2 separate regions of the Mus musculus genome follow, and region 1 is linked to region 2. The links are chromatin contacts, called in public Hi-C maps. All regions are on one chromosome and are shown on one strand. The core of a region is the stretch at or near the end of the contact, and the rest is flanking DNA. Distances in the headings are between cores, read along the strand shown. Region 1 holds the start of Frem2 (Fras1 related extracellular matrix protein 2). Region 2 overlaps Frem2 (Fras1 related extracellular matrix protein 2).

Region 1 (3,392 bases), core at 591-3,090, 93 kb before region 2:
CCACTTGACATCTTCTTACATACTTGCAAACAGAAACCGGAATATTCTCATGTCTTGGCCATTGGAGTTCCATAAATCAACGTGATAAATCATAAAATTATTACATCAAAGATAATTGGAAACTGGCCAGGAGTTGGATGGGAATTTTCTCATGTGTTTCAAGTACTGGCTGTGTCCTTTCTATTTTTGTCATAAACTGAGACATGTAGTAGGAGTTGAAGACCCCCCCAACAGTACAAAGCACAGAACCCAGAGGAGCTTCTACTAACTAAATACCACCAGTTTGTTTGCATAAATGCCTCACTTTTTTTTCTCAAAAGACTTTTAGAATCTTTCACATCTCATCCTCAGAGGCCAGTGAATTTCTTAGAATAGAATCAGACATTTAACATCAAAATCTAGCAACGAAATTAGGGCTTTGGCCTGAAACACGTGTGACTACATCAGACAGGAGTCAGACTCCTGAGGTAGAGGCTGGCAGGCTGGCTGCAGGAAGGTTTAAAGTGATTGTTCATTTCTTCCTTAAAACGCGTCACACTTAAATCTTACGACTTTCATTTAGACTGAAATTTACAAGGATTCTCAACGCATCCTGTTTCCCAAATTCGGTGTTTTATTGAAGAGAAATAGGCATTATTTCAGGTCCTTCTTTCATAGTCCCTTTTATATTACTGGGGAAAATATTTCGACGTGATAAGCAAGAGTGCCCAGAACCCCATTGAAAGCGACTGGGTTTTGATTGTGAGGGGGTTTGGGTGCAGCGCAGGGAGAGGAATCTGCATACTGAGGAAACCTGACCAACCGACACAAGGGGGCAGGAAGCGCCCAGCCTAGGGTTTCAATCTGGTCTAGCTGAAAAGAGGTTTATCTAAACTCTTCTTTGCCCTCCGGGTATTTATCAATTCTCTCGGCGTGGAAAAAGAAAAACGGGGAAAAAAAGCTATGCTGCTGACAGCTGGGTTTAGCTTGTCCTTCGTCTAAATTCTGCAAGGTGAACTGAGCGTCTGCAGTGACAGCTCTCTAGCTAGGGGTAGTTTAGGACAGCCTGGGGCTACATTCTCTGGAACTTCTCTGGTGGGAGACTGGCGATTCTGATCAGACTGCATTTCTCACACACCCCAAATGCTTCTTTTCACTTTAACTCTGTGAACTTTGACTGCAAAGGAGGGGCTTGATTTAAAAAACAACAACAACCACCGCCACCAATCCGCCGGACAGGGTCCGTTTCGTAAAGCACGGGAAAATCAGCAAGGGCTTGGGTGGGGGTGGGAGTCGGGGCGGGGGTGGGGGCTTGTGGTGGTGACCCTGGTGGGTATTGCACCTGCTCTAGCTAGGTAGGTCTGGCTTTTAATCCCCTGTCTGTTTGAAAATCTCCAGTGCCTTCCCAAACTGCTCTGGGTTCCTTTTCAAACTCAACAACAAGGTGTGTTCAACTTTGTTCTTCACTCCCACCCTGGCTTTGGAAGTTTCGACAAGAGGTGGCCATCCCGGGAGAGATTTCAATGACCAAGGAACGGGACTGAGATGCATTAATAGATGCACTAATCTTTAGACCTGAAGACTTGAGTCCGTAGAGCCGCGCAGGCTGGTGGTTGAGCCGCAGCCCCAGGTCCGGGCAAGCAAGCTCAGGGCGCCCCTCCATTCCAACCAACCTGTTGCACCTCTCTCAGAGCAGCTCTGCGCAGTTTCCCCGCCTGGGAGCTGATTGACAGCAGTCACTACCCAACCCTGGACTCAGGGCCTCCTCCAGCGATCAGCGATTGGTCCCCTGAGAGAATTGGAGTTAGGGGTGCAAAGGGAGAGATTTTCCTCAAAGGACTCAAAGTTCCCGGGACCTGGGACGTAGGGACTCTCCTGACTGCTACACGCCCGGGACGCGCTGGAAGTGTTTAGTGCCTTGGATTGCGGCTCCAAGGAGGGACCGTGCGGTGCATTTGGCCATCCTCCTGGTCCAGCCCTGCCACTGGGAGGGCCCCGCAGGCACCGCGCCGAGTTCCCGGCCCTTCCCACCGTGCTCTCTAGGAGCCTGCAAAGTCTAGCTTTGCATACCCGCCGGGTGAACTGTCGGAACTCTAAGGCCGGCAGCCTGCATACCACAAGGGCTCCCGGGATGGCCAGCCGTGCGCGCAGGACAGCCAAGTTCTCCAGCTTCCAGCCGATACTCGCACAGTCGCCTAGGCTGCTGCTGCTGCTGCTGCTCCTGTCACTGGTAAGCTACGTCTCCACACAGGCTGCTGGCCCCGGTGCAGCACTTCAGTCCCTGGGTCTCTCCGGGACTTCGGGAGTCCCTACAGAGGAAGCTATAGTGGTGGCAAACCGCGGGCTCCGTGTGCCCTTCGGTCGCGAAGTCTGGCTGGATCCGTTGCGTGACTTGGTGCTGCAGGTGCAGCCAGGAGACCGCTGCACAGTGACCGTGTTAGACAACGACGCGCTGGCCCAGCGGCCGGGCCACTTGAGTCCCAAGCGTTTTGCGTGCGACTATGGCCCGGGTGAGGTGCGCTACTCGCACCTGGGTGCTCGCAGCCCTTCCCGCGACCGCGTCCGCCTGCAGCTGCGCTACGATGCTCCAGGAGGGGCGATAGTCCTGCCACTGGCACTAGAGGTGGAAGTGGTCTTCACCCAGCTGGAGATTGTGACTCGGAATTTACCTCTGGTCGTGGAAGAACTGCTAGGGACCAGTAATGCCTTGGACGATCGGAGCTTAGAGTTCGCCTACCAGCCTGAGACCGAGGAGTGCCGCGTGGGCATCTTGTCAGGTCTGAGCGCTTTGCCTCGTTACGGAGAACTCCTTCACTACCCACAGGTCCAGGGAGGGGCCGGAGATAGAGGGACCTCTAAGACCCTTTTGATGGACTGCAAAGCATTCCAGGAGCTGGGAGTCCGCTACCGCCACACAGCCCCCAGCCGCTCGCCTAACAGGGACTGGCTGCCTATGGTGGTCGAGCTGCATTCGCGAGGGGCTCCAGAGGGCAGCCCGGCTCTAAAACGCGAACACTTCCAGGTGCTTGTGAGGATTCGAGGAGGAGCGGAGAACACTGCACCCAAGCCCAGTTTCGTGGCCATGATGATGATGGAGGTGGACCAGTTTGTACTGACTGCTCTCACTCCAGACATGCTAGCAGCCGAGGATGCTGAATCCGACCCAGACCTTTTGATTTTCAACCTCACCTCTGCCTTCCAGCCTGGGCAGGGCTACCTGGTGAGCACGGATGACAGAAGCCTGCCTCTCTCCTCCTTTACACAGCGGGATTTGCGCCTGCTGAAGATTGCCTACCAGCCTCCCTCTGAAGACTCGGATCAGGAGCGTCTGTTTGAACTAGAGCTGGAGATAGTGGACCCTGAAGGAGCAGCCTCAGACCCTTTCGCCTTCATGGTGGTGGTGAAACCCATGA
Region 2 (3,432 bases), core at 287-2,786:
ACAGACAGTGAGGGTGTGTAAAGTCAGTAAGACAGACTGCCAGAAACTGTTTCTACCAAATGTAAGACTCAGGTTCATCTCAGCAACTGTTGCAAGGAAGAACTGCCACTTGTTACAGACTAAAACTTGTCTGAGCACACAGCTGAAGTGCATTACTGGGTAGTACATTGTCAAACAAAGGCCCTTGCGTCTTCATCTATTGATTTTATTTATTTTAAACTTTATTATTAAAAGAAAAAGTTGCAAGTTTAAAAAAGAAAATCACACACCAAAATCACCCAGACAGAAAGACCGTATAACCCAGCCAGCTTATAGAGGAAGAGCAGCCCTTGAGATCTGAAGCTGAGGAACTTCATGCTGGGTTTTACACTTTTCACTATCGAATATTATTTATGAACTTACCCAACACCAAAAATGAAAAGTCCATGACAGGGTTAGAGATCATTAGCTTTCTATCCTTCTTTATAACTCATGTCTTCACCTGTATCCAGTCCTTCCACAAAAAAAAAGCTTAATATTTAGCCTTTTTGTTCTCTTTTCTATACATACTGTACCCATATGTACTTCTCTTTACATATATATAGATACTATTGGCTATATTCTTCATATAGAGGAGAACATGGGGGGGGTTCTTTTCTTTATGAGATTTATGATCCCAATTGATATTGAATGATACTCATTTTCAAAATAACTGAACCTGGATGCTCTTGTTGCATTTTTTTTCAAAGACATTCAGTTGCATTTAAACTACTTTTCGATGAAGACTCGTGTTGTACCTTTGTTTAATTACGATTTGGGGATGGGAATTACAGAATTACAGCATTCATTGCTAACTCACAAGTGGGGGAAGATTGGAAGAAAGCGCCCCTGTAGGTGTGAGTGAGCATTTCACTAAAGAGAGGAGGAGGGAGAGGAGGAGGAGCAAGAGGAGGAGGAGGAGGAGGAGAAGGAGGAGGAGGAGGAAGAGGAGGAGGCAGAGGAAGACAGTCTAGAGAAGTAGGTCTTTCCGGATTTAGCCACTGGAGAACCTGTGTTCCTAGGTCCCTAGTTCCTAGCCCTCTGTCTTTAACTCACTCAAGCAGCCAGACAGCTATCTGTAAAGGGGACATTCCCCCAAAAGATGGATAATGCTTAAAATAAGGGAAATACATCAGGGTCAGAGACTGATGGAGTGGGGTCTCTAGTAGTTGGGGTACCTTTGATTCAGCAACCAAACGACCTCGCTGCTGGGGAGGTCCCCTGGTCTTTCTGAATCTGTAGGTGCACCTCACTACCCAGCAAAGGGACACACTTTTCTTTCCCTCTATACACACACGCAGGCGTGGCAAGCAGCCACTCGAATCCCTTCTGCAAGTGGCCTGAAAACATTTCACAGGATTACCAGAAAAGGAAAAGACTGCGGAGCAATTTATGAGAATGGCTAAGCACTTTGTATAATTTACACGGAGCAGTGACCTCCTCGACCACAAAGAATGTAAGCCCAGGAATTATGCACAGACAGTTTACCCAGAGTGAACTGGGTTCACAGAGCCTGTGTGCGCAGGCACAGGCTCTGCTGGAGAGCTTCAGGGTGGAGCTATTGCATAAAAGCTGTGTGTAGTGTCAGGTTAACTCCTGTCTTCCTTTTCTTCAGGGCTTTATGTGAAGGGTGTGGGTGGGTGTAGAGCACCTGCCTAATCTGTAAAAGGCTCTGGATTCAATCCCAGCTTCACAAAGATACAGATCCCCCCCACCCCAGTGTTTCATATGTAACCTATTTCCAGTGCTAACACAAACACCCGCATAAGTACCTGAATTTCTTCTCATGAAAGGCACATATTTTGAAGGCACAGCCTGCCTTTGTTGTATCATTTGACCGTGGTTCAATAACTCCCCTAAGGGGAACAGCCATTGAGCTTTGAGCCAGTGTGACCACAACACGCATAGCATTAACCTGTGAACCCCACTCCGTATCCTACTGGCAGTGTGTATATTTGAACATACACATTTGCCTTCTGATCTGACTGTAAGATCCAAAGGATTTGGGGCACCCAAGCAGCGAACTTTGCCAACTGAAGCTATACGTTCATTTGTTTGTCTCCAGTTCCCTGACGAGGCTAGAATAACTGACATGTTGTAGATGTCCAAATAAGTCACTGATGAGCCACCCTGGCTCCCTCTCTGCCAATTGTAAGCCCTCTGGGATCCTTAGGAGAACGAGTTAGTGTCATCCGTTGCTTCAAGACAAGCACTGGCACTGCCTTTGGCAGCCATTTGGGAAGCCAGCCAGCAGAAGCTGCTGTCTCTGCAGCCCTGGGCTTTGGCTCTCAGACTCTTCTGGACAAATAACGCCTTGTGTTTGTTTTGTGCTTTTCATAGTGACACCGTCTGCCTGATACCCATCTCTTCAAACAGAAGAGCAGTTTCTGGCTACACTGATCTTGCAGACATCAGAAGTGTAAACATCCATGCCTTATTATTACTAAAACCCTGGAAGCAGATCACTGAACGTCTGTCCTTAAGATCTCAGACAGCGAGGCGTTCTTTTCCAGTGCTAAAAGATCACATAAATCCCAGAAGAAGCTTTTCAGACACCAGACTTTAAAATCTGTAAACGTGGAACTACTAAGGGAATATTTTATTTCCTAAGTAATTGTGTGTGTGTGTGTGTGTGTGTGTGTGTGTGTGTGTGTGTGTGTGTGTGCAACCTTCCTCGTGCACACAGAGGCCAGAAGAGGCCATCAGATCCCCTGAGGTTACACAGAGCTGTGAGCCACCATGTGGGTTTGGGGGAATTTTATAATAAAAAGCAATCAGAGGCTGGACAGATGCCTCAGTGGTTTAGAGTACATGCTGCTCTTGTGGAGGACTCACACAGGGCAACTCGCAGACACCCGCAACACCATCACAGGAAATCGATACCTTCTCTGGCCCTTAGGTTCCTAGTTCTGTGCACAACTCTCCCCAGCCCTTGTATGTATAAATAATGTTTAAAGCAATAAAAGGCAAAAAACAAAAAGAAAAGGTGAAAATGTGTAATAGATTAGTGTCTTACTCCCCTTGGCTTACTCAGGGGACCTTTCTTATACAACCTAGGGCCACCTGCCAAGGGATGGCATTGCCTACAGTGGGCTAGACACTCCTACATCAATTTGCAGTCATGAAAATGTCCCCACAGTCATGTCTTCAGGCCAATCTGATGGAGTCAGTTGCGTAGCTGAAGTTTCAGGTGTGTTAAATTGGCAACCATCATTACCCATCCCACAGTGAAAAAATACAGGTGTGTCATTTGATAAAAAAACAGCTACATCATGCTGCAAATAACCACAATAGTAGTCTACAGAGGGATTATAAAATTTGCTAAAACTAAAAATGCCTTCTTCCTTTAGGACATTTCTAACAATTCAAAGCACTTCAAATTATAGATGAAACTGTACTTTCACACTTCTCCAG

What was found. A called contact is a pair of places that touch in the nucleus more often than the background predicts.
Region 1: a Hi-C map of uterus shows a contact between it and region 2, with 2.1 times the contacts expected there. The contact joins the promoter of Frem2 here to the enhancer-like site in region 2. A contact is called at or near these places in 2 of 39 promoter capture datasets (cranial neural crest and embryonic stem cells), 5 of 484 Hi-C or Micro-C datasets (nephron progenitors, olfactory sensory neurons and uterus), 5 of 115 datasets of contacts at active chromatin or transcription factors (embryonic hindbrain, embryonic stem cells and forebrain) and 2 of 9 other capture datasets (adipose tissue and pancreatic islet).

Annotation. Positions count from the first base shown.
Region 1 is chr3:53,655,803-53,659,194 of GRCm38.p6, reverse strand. Frem2 (Fras1 related extracellular matrix protein 2) reads left to right here and starts at 1,840. Exons shown (of 24, transcript NM_172862.3): 1 at 1,840-3,392. The coding sequence starts at 2,111.
Region 2 is chr3:53,562,740-53,566,171 of GRCm38.p6, reverse strand. The region is part of intron 6 of Frem2 (Fras1 related extracellular matrix protein 2); the gene reads left to right. Among named protein-coding and RNA genes, the nearest start is that of Stoml3, 76 kb to the right of the region's middle. Within about 2 kb of position 1,536, at least 44 of the 459 cell types and tissues checked have an H3K27ac peak or open chromatin away from gene starts, as enhancers often do. A contact at or near this core is called in adipose tissue, olfactory sensory neurons, pancreatic islet and 1 more, where this site is marked.